Linked DNA regions of Mus musculus: regions 2 and 3 are each linked to region 1. Evidence: chromatin contacts called from public Hi-C and HiChIP or PLAC-seq data. All regions are on one chromosome and are shown on one strand. The core of a region is the stretch at or near the end of the contact, and the rest is flanking DNA. Distances in the headings are between cores, read along the strand shown.

The links. A called contact is a pair of places that touch in the nucleus more often than the background predicts. HiChIP or PLAC-seq counts read pairs in DNA pulled down with a chosen protein or histone mark.
Region 2: a contact with region 1 is called in an H3K27ac HiChIP or PLAC-seq map of neural progenitor cells, with 10 times the contacts expected there. The contact joins two enhancer-like sites. A contact is called at or near these places in 1 of 484 Hi-C or Micro-C datasets (the N1E-115 cell line), 2 of 115 datasets of contacts at active chromatin or transcription factors (embryonic basal ganglia and neural progenitor cells) and 1 of 9 other capture datasets (embryonic stem cells).
Region 3: a Hi-C map of cortical glia shows a contact between it and region 1, with 3 times the contacts expected there. The contact joins two enhancer-like sites. A contact is called at or near these places in 3 of 484 Hi-C or Micro-C datasets (the G1E-ER4 cell line, cortical glia and pre-megakaryocyte-erythroid progenitors) and 2 of 115 datasets of contacts at active chromatin or transcription factors (embryonic stem cells and neural progenitor cells).

What each region holds. Positions count from the first base shown.
Region 1 is chr19:42,491,858-42,496,216 of GRCm38.p6, reverse strand. No RefSeq gene overlaps it. Among named protein-coding and RNA genes, the nearest start is that of Gm41850, 7.5 kb to the right of the region's middle. Within about 2 kb of position 2,521, at least 31 of the 459 cell types and tissues checked have an H3K27ac peak or open chromatin away from gene starts, as enhancers often do. A contact at or near this core is called in cortical glia and neural progenitor cells, where this site is marked.
Region 2 is chr19:42,315,347-42,319,705 of GRCm38.p6, reverse strand. Crtac1 (cartilage acidic protein 1) reads left to right here. Exons shown (of 15, transcript NM_145123.5): 5 at 945-1,101. Among named protein-coding and RNA genes, the nearest start is that of Mir3085, 37 kb to the right of the region's middle. Within about 2 kb of position 2,560, at least 63 of the 459 cell types and tissues checked have an H3K27ac peak or open chromatin away from gene starts, as enhancers often do. A contact at or near this core is called in neural progenitor cells, where this site is marked.
Region 3 is chr19:42,657,867-42,662,225 of GRCm38.p6, reverse strand. No RefSeq gene overlaps it. Among named protein-coding and RNA genes, the nearest start is that of Gm25216, 40 kb to the left of the region's middle. Within about 2 kb of position 2,270, at least 99 of the 459 cell types and tissues checked have an H3K27ac peak or open chromatin away from gene starts, as enhancers often do. A contact at or near this core is called in cortical glia, where this site is marked.

The DNA.
Region 1 (4,359 bases), core at 1,272-3,771:
TATAATATTTTAGGGCTAAATGCTAGATTTGAGAAGGCATTCATAAAGGAAATTATAAGAGTTATTTTATTCTCAAACCAAATATGAGTGGCTATGGCCTAGGGAGACAGATTTAGATTAACCCAAATTCATGTTCTAACATGGAAGAGGTTTTATCAAGTTGGTTGTTTGTTTGTTTATTTGTTTTCAGTTTTTTTTTTCTTCAAGATAGGGTTTCTCTGTGTAGTCCTGAACTACACAGAGCTCACTCTGTAGACCAGGCTGGCCTCAAACTCAGAGATCCTCCTGCCTCTGCCTCCCGAGTGCTGGGATTAAAGGTGTGCGTCACCACACCCAGCTTCAAGTTTCTATAGTAACAGAACGAAAAGGGTCGAAAATCAGGACTCTTTCAAATACATCAGTGGAAAGATCAGAGAGGCAAGTCATAGCAAGTTAGAAAACTCTGGGATAGGCCTAGATGCTGTCTGACAACGCTCATAGCTTGTGCAGCCATGGGAACTAGTTGTCTGCTAAGTTAACACATTCTGAAGGAAACTGGTGTTCTGCACCTTCCAAGTGATTTACGTGTTGGCCACAAAGCTCTTAGTTCAGGCACAGAGGACAATAGGTGGCTCTCAAGAGGCCAAAGACAGCCCGAGATAATTAGAGTATGGGCCTGCAACACTCTAAACCCTTCAAAACCACGGGAACTCTGTTCAATGCATCAGCCTTGCAGAAGATTCAGTCTGAAGGTTCATGAAAACATACTTAGAATTGCATTTTTATTATTGGTGTGTGTGTGTGTGTGTGTGTGTGTGTGTGTGTGTGTGTGTGTGTGATATTGTGTGGGAGCAGCTTTCAGGAGTCTGTTCTCTCCTTCCACTGAGTTCCCAGTCTTGCACAAGCGCTTGTATTGGCTGAGCCACCTCTCGGTCCTCTTGGGATGTTTTTAGTGTTTTATGGGCTTCGTTTCTTCACTACTCACTGGACACCTGCCTAGGCACTCACCCCTCTGCTAGGGATTGTGGGGATCCTCAGAATGGGGGGGGGAATAGTTGCTAAGCTTACCAAGTTTACGAGGTTGTAAAATTGCAGTTGGTCTTGAAAACTGGGGCTTAGGCAGAAGCTGTTTCTGAGGTCCCCCAGTGGAGAAAGATGCTGACAACTGCCCAGGGCTCTGTCCCCTCCAGGTTACCTGGGACCCGGAGGCAGAAACAAGAATGCTGTTGTGCGCAGCTTTTCCTAGGCTTGGCTGGAGGCCTGAGGAACACTGGGAACCACGTTGCTAGAGAAAAATCAGACCAACTACATGGCAGGGGCTGAGAGAGGGGACAGGGAGGGTGGTGGCCAGTTGGGATTAACAAAATGGAGGAAGCAAGAGGGTTTAACTATGGGGCTGAGCTCTGGGAGAGTGACGGACTTTTTCCTCAGGCCTTGCCTCTTCTCCTTGAGAAGGAATAAGTTGATGACACCTGGCTCATGAGGCAGACCCTCTGCTAGCTTAGTTAGCACCAAGGCTGGGGAGCTGACAGTGGGCTGGATTAGTCAGTTAACAAATCTTTACCACACTCAGACAATCCAGTTCTGCCCCTTACTTGCCACACGCTCTTGGGTAGGTCACATGACTTCCCCAAGCCTTGTTGTCCTCATCTGTAAAATGAGCCTTAAAACCTTGGAGGGTTGTTCTTGGGAGCGTGTGAAATAATATATAATATATATTAGGGCCCCAGAATTCTAGCTGTTGTTTGTTTTGATGTGTGTGTGTATTTATGTGTGTGAGGTGTGTGTGTGTGTGTAAGAAAGAGAGAGAGAGTGAAAGAAAGAGGAAAGAGAGAGAAAACACATACACAGGCATACATGCATGCACATATGTATGCTTGTGGATACATAGAGAAGCCGGAGGTCAAAGGTCTTGCCCAACCACTCCTCTACCTTATGTGTATTTTGAGGCAAGGTCTTTCATTAGCTTGGCACCCACCAATTAGCCTAGCCACCAGGTCTCAGGAGGCCTCTTGTCTCTGCTTCCTAGCACTGGGCCTTACAGGTATCTGGCTTTTTAAATGGGTGCTGGGAACTCAGTACTCATGTTTGTGTACAAGCCCCTTACTGCTACACAGGGATACCCTGTTTCTAGCAAACAAACACTATGGTCCCCCTCCCCTTCTTGTATGTAATGAGGAGACAGAGACACCAACAGGGATAACAGAGCATAGAGCATGACCATTGTTAGAGCCGGAGCCTTTGTACTGGAACCATGAGAAGGAGTAATTAGTTCTGCCTGGAGAGGGCAGGGAGGGCTTCCCCAGGAAGGGACACTTGAGCTGGCCCATTAAGTGGATCACCTGGTAGAAATCGAGGAGGAGGGCAGCCCAGGCAGGGTAGCAAGATTTGAGGAATTGCTACCCAACCTTCTGTCAGCCTGCAGCCTGGCAGGGAGGCGGCAGTGGCTGCCTTGAAAGTGGCTTAGAGCTTTCAGTACCAGTCTCTGTGTTAGGCTGGATCACTGGGCTGGTTGTGAAGTGTGCTCCATTTACAGTGGGCCTTTGTTTGCAAGGGTGGCTCTGCTCAGGCCACATGGCTCTGGTGAGACAGAAGCCACAATGGAGAAGGAAGGAAGACAGCAAGGGACGACAGGAAGGAGGCTGCAGCTAAGACCAGGCCCTGCCCTTGCAGTCACACTGCAGCAGAAGCCCCAGCATCTCTCTGCAGTAGTTAGCCATCTCCCTGGTAGCACTGCATCCTGCTGCAGCCACCCGCTGCCACTGCCATTCAGACAGCCCTCACAGCAGATTCTCTTGCACACAGGCTAAGACTCTGGGGTGAGGTTGGGGGAAGGGGAGGGGGGGTCTCAAGACATTCACTGCCATTCTGGGACGGTCCATGAGCCCTAGGTAGGGTTTCTTTTGGGCTGACAGGAGGCAACCTCAGTCTCTTTTGCAGGAGTGAAAGGACAGTCCCCACCTGTTAAGTTGACTCTCCTTTTCAGAAAGAGCGAGCGGTGCTGATGAAGAGTGATAAGTGTCTTTCACTGGGGAGGAAAGGATTTTTAATAACGTCTGTTGATGACTCTTGCCCGGCTCCGCTGAGATACAGAGGCCCGTTCTTCTCCCTGTTAATAACCCAGAGCAACTGTACCGCAGAGGGAGCTGGCTTGGGCTCTGTCTCAGTCCGGTGGCACCACAGCACTCCCTCCAGCCAGCATCTTTTCTTCCTTCCTCAGTATCCTTCTTGCTCCCACCCCCAGATCACTCGCCCGCCTCCCCCTTCTTCTTTCCCTTTCCTTCTCCTTTCCCTGAGAGGCTGGGACAGAGCTTCTCGCCAGGGAACAGGAGAAGGTAAGTGACCTGTCATCACCCAGTGACCACAGAAGCAGACCTCACCCAGAAGCTTTGTGTCAGTGGACTTCAGCCTGCATTTGAATCACCTATAACGCTTGCTAATGGCAGACTCCTAGATGCTGTCCTGAGCCTCTGCTGTCTAGCTCAGCCGAGAGTCCCAAGAATCACAAACCCCACCAGCCCCTTGGAGCACAGGCAGGAGGCTATACACCCATTTGAAAGCCTCAGAGACGAAGAGGGACAAGCTGCAGGCTCGGACATCATCCCTCTCCTCTCCTCTCCTCTCCTCTCCTCTCCTCTCCTCTCCTCTCCTCTCCTCTCCTCTCCTCTCCTCTCCTCTCCTCTCCTCTCCTCTCCTCTCCTCCCCTCCCCTCCCCTCCCCTCCCCTCCTCTCCTCTTCTCCTCTTCTCCCTTCCCTTCCCTTCCCCTTCCCTCCCCTCCCCTCTCCTCTTCTCTTCTCTCTTTCCATCTCCCTTCCTGTCTCTCTCTCTGATCCCATCTAATACCCTTTTTCCCAACTCCTACACAGTTGAGTCCTTGCTCATATTGGTACACTGGGAACGTGAACTGTACGCTCTGCTGAAATTGGTTTTGTGGAAAGAGTAGCTAATATGTAATGAGCATGTTAGGAACCCAAGCAAGCACTCTACACACCTCACATGTCCTAGCAGGTACTGAGCATGTACATGTTAGGAACCCAGGCAAACACTCTACACACCTCATGTGTCACCTCAATGACGCTGAGGATCGAGCTGCCTTCTGTTTACTGCCCTTACATGATGCAGCCAGGACTCTACGCTGGCAAAGTCAGCCGAGACGGACATGCAAGCTGCTAGTGTGCTGTACACAGCCCTAACCCTCCACACGCCGCATAGTACAAGTACACTGGAGTTGGTTAAAGGGGAGGAGACTCCTGAGTGGAGCCATGGTGATGGTTTCTTTTTCCCAGCTAGAATAGTCTTCAAGAGAAAATGGCTCTTTTCACAATTGCCACTTATCCAGCGGCCTTCCTGTGTTTAGCCTTCTGTCTTTCCTCCTGATT
Region 2 (4,359 bases), core at 1,311-3,810, 180 kb after region 1:
CTTGTCAACTCAAGCTCAGCTTGTTCTCTTTCTGCTCTAGCTGTCCTTCCACACTAGACTCTAAGCCACCCAAGGACAGGGTCTGTGGGTTCAGAATTTACAAGGTGTGAAGAGCATCCTATAGACCGTAAGAGCTGGAGAAATACCTTCTGGACAGAAGAGATGAGAAGATAATGGGGAAGCTGCAAACAAATTTAGAAACTGTGTATCTCCTGGGAAGAAGGAAGCATCCACCAAAAAAAAGTAACACCATTATAATAACAGGCATAAAGGAATCTTATCTGTGGGGTTTGGACTACTGAGAATGGCTACTGAAGGAAAAGCCAGTGCCCCAGGCTTCCCCTTCTTCTGGAGGGGGAAAAAAAAAAGACGGAGACAGTATTATAAAGGCCAAAACAGTGAAATATCTCCTCTTGATAATATGGGAGACGGGAGTGGAAGGCAGATGGAAGACCCCGCGAATCCGTGCCTTTCCCGGAAGGAGGAGAGGGAGCAGGCTTAGGAATTTGCTTGTCATCTTGGCTGGAGTGGGCTTGAATGGGAGAGAAAGAGAGAGAGACAGAGAATAATGGGAACTGGTAGATCAATCAATCAGCAAATATTTATTGAGCAGCTACCCTGGCTGGCAGCTGGAGCGAGCTCAGCTGGAGGGAGGCACATTAGAAAATTGTCTATAAAAAGGTGGTTGTGGGGGAGAGGGAGAGATGTGTTCTTCTGGAACAGGATAGAACAAGAGAGGCTGCTTTGTTGTCTGGCTCGAGAAGGGGCGGAGGGGGGGGTCGTCATTTGCACGCAGCTTTTGTGATGAGCACCTGTCAGGGTTGTAGCAGCACAGGCTTCAACCCACTGATGAAGCTATGATCCCTGGGGTGGGGACAAATCCTGGGGAAGCCAGGGCTAGCATGGCCAGGGCTTCTCACCCTCCTCCTTTTCTTCTTCCTCAGGGCTCTGGAAGATACTCTATCTACATAGCCAACTATGCCTATGGTGATGTGGGGCCTGATGCCCTCATCGAAATGGACCCTGAGGCCAGTGACCTGTCCCGGGGGATCCTGGCACTCAGGGACGTGGCGGCTGAGGCTGGGGTCAGCAAGTACACAGGTAAGCAGAGTTATTAGTAGAGGGGCTGGGGCTGGGGGTCCAGGGCCCTGCAGAGAGCTGTGTCTAAGTCATCAGCAACCAGGAGGACAGAGAAGGTTTATAATCCCTGAGCAGGGAGGAAGGCATTTTCCCTTCCCACCATGTATGCTGCCTCTCCAAAGGGGAGGTGAGATCCCTGGCAGGTGTGAGCTTGGCGGGGTGGGGATACCGTACAGCAGGCATGAAGTGAAAGGGAAAGAACACCATGTATCCTGTCCCAGGAACCCCGTGCCCCCTCCCCTGCTGTAACCCCAGTGATGAGTGAGCAGATTGCATTGGTGAAATCTGACAGATCACAGGAGCTGAGATTTAAAGCTTTCTTTATTGCCCAACAGCAGATGAAATTATTTACTTACACATAAGCGGCCAGGAATTGAGCGCTAAGTCCCTAAGCTCCGGCTGGGTCCCGTCTCGGATAACTGAGCTCAAAGAATTGTGTTCTTGTTCCAAACCCTCTCCCGCACTTTTTATGGAAGGTGCGCTCCCCCCTCAACTTTCTGGATGGGGGACCTATTGTCAGAGAGAGCCTCTGACAGGAGCTCTTTCTAGGGAAGGCTGTTTTTCTAATTCCAGCAGGGCTGCTGACTAAACTCTGATAATCTGCCAATAGGCTGTTGATGGCAGAGCCATCCAGTTCCTGTTGTGAGTGCCAAAAATCAGGAAGCCAGGCCTGTGCATAACAACTTGGTCTCGTTCACACCCGCCTTGCAGTTGGGATGTAGAAATCCTCCCGTTAGCTAGCCTTCCCCGTACATCTGCTCCAAGTTATACCACGGACACGACCACAGCGTCGGCCAGCCTACACTCAAGGCTTGTGGAGCTGGAAAGTGGCAGGGGAGATGAAGTGGGCCCCTCCCTTCCTCCAGACACTGGGCTGGTAGTAGCAAATCTCCAAGTTGCATGCTGGAAAGGTTGCAGGAGTGAGCGGTGCCCTTACCCAGCCGACTTGCCACCTCCATGAGAGACAGAGATTGATGCTGGCCTATCTGACAAAGTTTTTGGGGACAAATGACTAGACAATAAAATAGTTTGCATGGCTCAAGCCCCATCAATGTGCCTGAGAGCCCTGGGCATAAACGTGCGGCGGAGAGGCTGAGTGTCAGTCATAAACCATGTTTCCCTGGGAAGAAGAATAAACATGAGGCGCTTCAGCCCAGATTGGTACAGTCAATTTTTCTGAGTAAGCTCCCAGTTCTGTGTACTGGGCTGGCTTGGCAATTAAGTGCCTTGATCTTGCAGGAGAGGGAGGGGTATGGGCTGGGGGATGAAACACTTGAAAATGATGAGATGGAAGGGAGGCAAGGACGGGGAGAGTGCATTACACGCAGAATGGAAGAATTCAGGAGGCTGGAGCATGAAGGGGGCATTGTTCACGCTGGCTGGGCTGGCACAGAACCCAGGAGGGATAGGAGGGGCGCAAGCAAAGACAGCTGAGGAGCAGAGATGCGATGGGAGCCCCAGCCAACTGTGCTGGCCGTGCTGGAAGGATAGGGCAACCCAAGGCGGGGGCAGCAGCTTCTGTGGAGGGATGGAGGAGGCCGGGGCAGCTGGCATACCCAGAGGACACATAAGAGCAGTTCTGCAGACTTCCAGAAGCTATTTGGCTGGCAAGAACCAATTTGGCCTACCAAGTTACTGTTCTGTCTGCCTGCCTTCCCCAGCCCCCCAACATTATCCTGCAACCCCCACTTGTCACTCGGTTAATGACACATGGACATCTGGCTGGGAAATGACCCCAGAGTGCTCCCTTGAGCCCTAGGAATGAACCCCAAATGTAAGGGCCACTATGCTGAGCCCAGCCCAATGGCCAAGACTCTGGGCAGGTGGCCAGCGCTCATTGCCAGAATAGTGCAAGGAAGGGGTCTGGGAAGCCAGGAGGGACAAGCAAGGCCTAAGCAGGCTGGGAGGGAGAAGCAAGCAGTGGCCAGATGTGCTTCAGGGAACTGAGGCTTCTGCAGCCAAGCCACAGAGCTCCCATTTTTTTTTTGAGGGCAGCCACCAGGACTGGGTGGGAGGACCTCCCATTTGCCAAGGGATCAGACTAGGTCCAAAGAGCAGAAAGGACTTGTACAAGGTCACTTAGGAGACTTGGAGAAAGCCAGCACTTGGGGCCTTATGTCCTGATGCTTAAACCAGCCATAACCAGCTGACCTTTCTGATGACCTCCAACTAGAGCAAGCTGCTCCCAGCTGGTAAAGGGAAGGCCCCTTACCCTCTGGGTATGAATTGGCAGACAGGCCCTGAACTGTGTATGCAGGTTGTCAGGCCAAAGCAGCTGTCTGGCCTGGGGTGCTCAGGACAGCAGGCTGCAGTGGTGGGGGGCTGGAGAGCAATGGCACGCAAACCACACACAAGTTGTTAGTTGTGCAGGAGGGGGGAAGGGAGATCTCTCCAGACACTATTGATTCTGGCATCCACTACCACTCTGCTGGGTCACAGTGCCATCTAGTGGCTGAAATGCCTGCTCTCAGGGGACTGAGCCCCTGGAGGGTGTCTGAACCTGAGCTGCTAGTACCCACAGTGGCAGTAGAGAGCCTGCTGTCCCTTGCTGTGGCTCCCTAACCACTCCAAGGTCTCTTCAACTATCAGAGACCACTTGGAGCCAGGAAAGGCTGGGAGCTGAGATGTGTGGGAACCCTGAGAAGTGGTGTCCGTCCCACAGAGGGTTTGGCATAGGAGAGAGCAGCAGTCCTGTGGTATCTCACCAGGCACCTTGACCCAGCCAACTAGCAGAGTGGCTAAAGGGAGCAGGCTTACGCCGGCCTGGACAGCCATAGAAGACAATGACCTCTCCCCACACAAATTCTACCTTCACAGTGTTTTGGAGAAGGAAATAACATGGGGATGCCTAGTCCATAGCCTGGGCCTATGGCTCTGACACAGTGGCACCAGGCTTCTCTGCTGGGCATCTCCTGGGGCCTTGAGCTAGCTCAAGGATGGAGCTGAGAGAGCCAGCCCATCTGTCATGGAGGCATGAAGTCTGTGTCTTCCCGTCTAGGCACTATGCAGGCGGGCATCTTTATCCCCTCCCCAAATGGAGTGCAGCTTTCTGTCACCGTCATCCTTCTTCCCTCTGCACATGGCCTCCTTCTCCCAGGCCCTACCCTTTTCCCAGGACCTCTGCACTCAGGCCACACCCCCTTTGAGGGAGCATCTGCCCAGGCTGCAAGGTGGTGATTAAAGAAGCCTTTAAGGAAATTTGGAAAGAAAATGGAGGTG
Region 3 (4,359 bases), core at 1,021-3,520, 170 kb before region 1:
ACCCCAGAAGCTTTGCCCCCAAACGTTTAGAAGACGAGAACAGGCAAAGTGACATAGACACCCAATCTGGGCACCAGCACCCCCCTGGGCCAGTGCAGAAGGAGCACTTGAAGCTGGCCTCAGCCTCAGGATGAAGTGCAGGACTGACCTCAAGACACTTCAGAGAGAGCAAGGAGGCAGGAATTCTAACCTCACTGCTCTGAGCAATGCCGCCTCACTTCCTGGCCCAAGTCATCAGGAAATTATCTACTTCCTTTTAATGTCTGGGCCCCACCAGACAGTGAGCTCCCAAGGACAGAGGTAATAATAGCACTGACAGCCACCACTTGTTCAGCTCTTACACAGGCGTGCACTATTCTAAGTCCCCAGTGTCTTTAACTTCACGGAGGCCTCCTTATAGCTCAGAAACTGTGCTGCCACCAGCTTCCCTGGGGAGGGAAGGACACTGACGCCCGGAAGTTTCGTAACTGGCTTCCGATGGAGATAAAAACTCAAGTTCAGTCCAATGAAAGCCAAATTCCTCTGTGCCAATCACAGTGTGAGACACACTGCAGGTGCAATGCGCCCAAGGAACCAGTAGATAAATGGGTGCCTTTTCCCTACCACCCATCAGCACACTCCCCCTTGTGGTTTGAATGTGGAATCTCCCCCACAGTCTCATGTGTTTGAACACCTGGTTTCCTGCAAGCTCTGCTGTTTTGGAAGATGGTGGAAACACTTCAGGTGGAGTCTTGATAGAGGAAGTATTAGGGGCTGCCGTGAGCCTTACATTTTTGATAGCCTTGCCCTCACTTCCTGTCAGCTGCTTCCTGGCGGGTGGTGTAATGGGACCAGCTGCCTTCCCCACCGCACTGGGTCTGTATCCTTACAACTGTGAGCCAAAGTAATTTCTTTCTCCCTTAGGTTGCCTCTTGACAGGTTTTTGGTCAGAGTAACACAAAAAGTTAAATATTTCCTCTTCTTACACCTTGCCCTTGGGCCTGGATGCAGAGGAAAAGGTAGATATAGAACTCGGCTTCCCATAGTATGAGTAGGGAGGGCTTATTGCTTCTTCTACAGCGGTGGTTCTCAACCTGTGGGTCTCAGTCCCCTCAGGATCAATGGACTGTTTCACGGGGGTCACCTAAGACCACCAGAAAACATAGATATTTACGTTGCAATTCGTCACGGTAGTAAAATTACAGTTATGAAGTAGCAACAGAAATAATTTTATGGTTGGGGGGGGTCACCACAACACGAGGAACCATATTAAAGGGCCACATCTTCCATCTTCAGCCCTCTGAGACCTAAAATACAGCATAATGTACATCAGGTATGTCCAGAGCCAGCCACTGTGAGTTTAGGCCTCACCTCTGATGCTTGTCAGTATATAACGTCATACATTCTTCTCTGTACCTCAGTTTCCTAACTATGAAATGAGATATTTGGTTGTTCCCCTCATAGCTTCTGGGAGGACAAAGTGAGTTCGATAATTGTCCTTTCCAAGCCTCTGTGCCCCTACTCTATGATACCCCAAGCGAGGGGACAGCGGCCTCCAAGCCAGAGAGAGAAGGCCACTTCTCCTCCCCACATCTTTCTCTGGAGCACCTGGCAGAAAAGATCCTAAGGAGAAACTGGGAGACCCTAGCGCGCCAACAGGCCCTCGGAGGGAGGCCATTTCTGAAGCAGAGATGAAGTGACTGGGGCCGGGCCTCTGTAGATCAGACCTAAGCAGAGATGCCAGCTCCACCCCAGAAATCCTGGAAGCCAGTTCCACCTCTCTGGGGCTCAGTTTCCCAACATAACATGAGGAGCACCCTTGGACTCCCCCCTCATGGCGTTACTGGGACATTTAAATGCATGTGACTCAGGACAGACTAGAAACAGTGACTACTTGGTAAGGTATGCAGAGATTCCCACAGATTCTTGATGACCCAATCTGAAGGCTAAGCTCAGGGGGGGGGGGGGCATGTCTCACAGAAGAGCTGGTGGCTCAGAAAGCCTGGTGACAGGCCTGAAGCCAGTCCAGGACCATGGGACATCAAAGAACACTGCCAGGCTATTTTCCAACCTAGAAACAAATGTCACCACGCCCATGTAGGCATTTCCGTCTTACCACAGCACTGGCAAGCTAAGTGGCCTCCAAGCACTGACTCTGCTGGGTAAACAGCCCTGGCTACGTGTCACTTTGGAGAAGAGCTATGGCCACGAGGTCCAGGCTTGGAAGCTGGGTCCTGTCAACAGATTCCCCTCTTCAGCCCGCACATGGATGTTCGGACAAAGTCTGGCTCTTGGCAGGGTGAGCTCAGCACAGAGGCAAGCAGAGTCCTGTGCACCACGCTGCCAAGCCGGCCCAGAGGCAAAGGGCCCGAATCTGTTGTTTTCCAGTGTGTTCCTCTGATTACAATTCAGGCTGCATCAGTCTCCTGCTGGAACCCGCTCCTGCATGTGTTCCGAAAGCCACGCGGCACTCACGTGCCTGAACACTTGTTTGCTGACCCGAGGGATCCCTCTAGCTCAAAGGCTGAGAGGTTTGAGTAATCCCCCAATTTGGAAGGACACCCGTTTTAAGCTAGATCCTAGCTGGAGCTAACATCTTTTCTGACCAAGAGAGCAAAGAGAAGCTTCTGTAGTCCTCGCAGCAGAGCCCCATGGTCTGTTGAACAAAGAAAGGGGCGTGTCCTTCGGCTTTGACAGCCCAGGCCCCCACCGTGGAGCTGCCTGCAGGCCGATGGGGCTCCCCTAGACTATTCCAAAGATGTTTGCAAACATTCCCCAGGGGCAAGAGGGCAGTAGAGGAGGGACCATTGCAAAATTCAGAAAAGTCTGGACTGAAAAAAGTTGAGCCAGTATTCTTCTTAGAACCTTTAAAAATAATGTCAGTGAGCTCTAAGAGAAGTTTCTGGAAGCCCTGCCTCTCAGTTATGCTTGACAACTTCTACCTCAGTAGTGTGAGGTTGCCAGGACTACCTACTGGCCTTCCCCACCCCACACATACATGGCTCTAAGAAGGTATCGATAAAAACTCGTCGAACTTTATTTAATGCTAAAATTCCTTTCATGGATATTTGTCGGCAGCTTAGAAGAACTTTATCCTTGACATTCAAGAAGCACATTTTAATGTCCCCAAGGGTCCCTCATGTCTAGGGACAGTTTCTACCTTTGGCTCAATTAATTGTGGCTTAAATTCCAGCCCAAGCTGTCACTGGCTTCATTTTTGTTTTGCTTTGTTTCATTTATTATTGACGTGGGCACAGGGATGCACTCCCATAGCACACATGTGGAGGCCTCGGGGCAGCTGGGAGAGTCTGCCTTTTCTCCTATTACCTTTATCTGGGTTGCAGGGATCCAAGGTAGCCAGCCAGCCTTGCACAGAAAGCACCCATGCTGAGCCGTGTTGCTGGCTCCTGAGAAATGTTCCCTGTGATCTTCATACTAACAGGTCAGAGAAAAGCCACCAGTCACACTCAGCCCAAGACCTTGGTTCTCCTTCCTGGATGTGTGGCCCTGGACACATCCCAGACTCTGTGCCTCCTCTGGATCCTGGATTCTGTTATCTGCTAGGCTCACATGGAGGATTTAAGGAGGGAGCGTGTTAGACACACAGTAGGGGCTTGTTAGACACACAGTAGGGGCTTCCTCAGCATCAATCCCTTTCCTTGATACATTGTTACGCTTCTGAAACACTGGGCAAGTAACAGAGACAAGTTGAACCTAAAAGCCTGGAGAATGTAGAAAATAAAAGAAACTAGAAAGCTTTACCAACCTATCATTGTGAACGCCAAGGAAGATTCCAGAACATTGGCTCCATTGGCTGGAGGTAAGCATCTCCTACAGTGCTGGCCCAGTGTAGAGAGGCCTCTCCTTAAGGTGTTTGCACTGAGTCAAAACCACAGCGTGTCTCTTACTTACCCTGAGGTTTCAGCAAATAACTCCCAGTCCTCATACCTAAGTCCCGCTCTGGTCTCAGCACGAGGCTCTGACTGCAGACCAAGGCTCTGGCTGGCAAAAACGGGTGGATGCTGGAGGAATCCGATGAAGAAGACCTGTATCAGCCACCTGATAGATGTGGGATTTGGGCCTCAGTTTCCTTGTCTGTGAAATGAGACATTCTTGAGAATGTCAGACAGAGCAAGGGAACTGCAGAAGGTGGCAGAGCTCTACAGATCACTTACCAGCCTGCCATTCAGAGAGAGCTGACAGTGTCATTTCTTGGCAGAAGCCCAGGGATGTGCCTGAACATCTGATATGTCACGTTGACTCCTTGTGGGAGGGGCTCATATTTTCAGAGTCTGCAGCTTGACTGCCTGTGACGGGCAGAGTGAATGAAGCACTGCTTTCTGTGTGGAGTTGCTGTTGCTCCTACAGCTGTGCTCAACC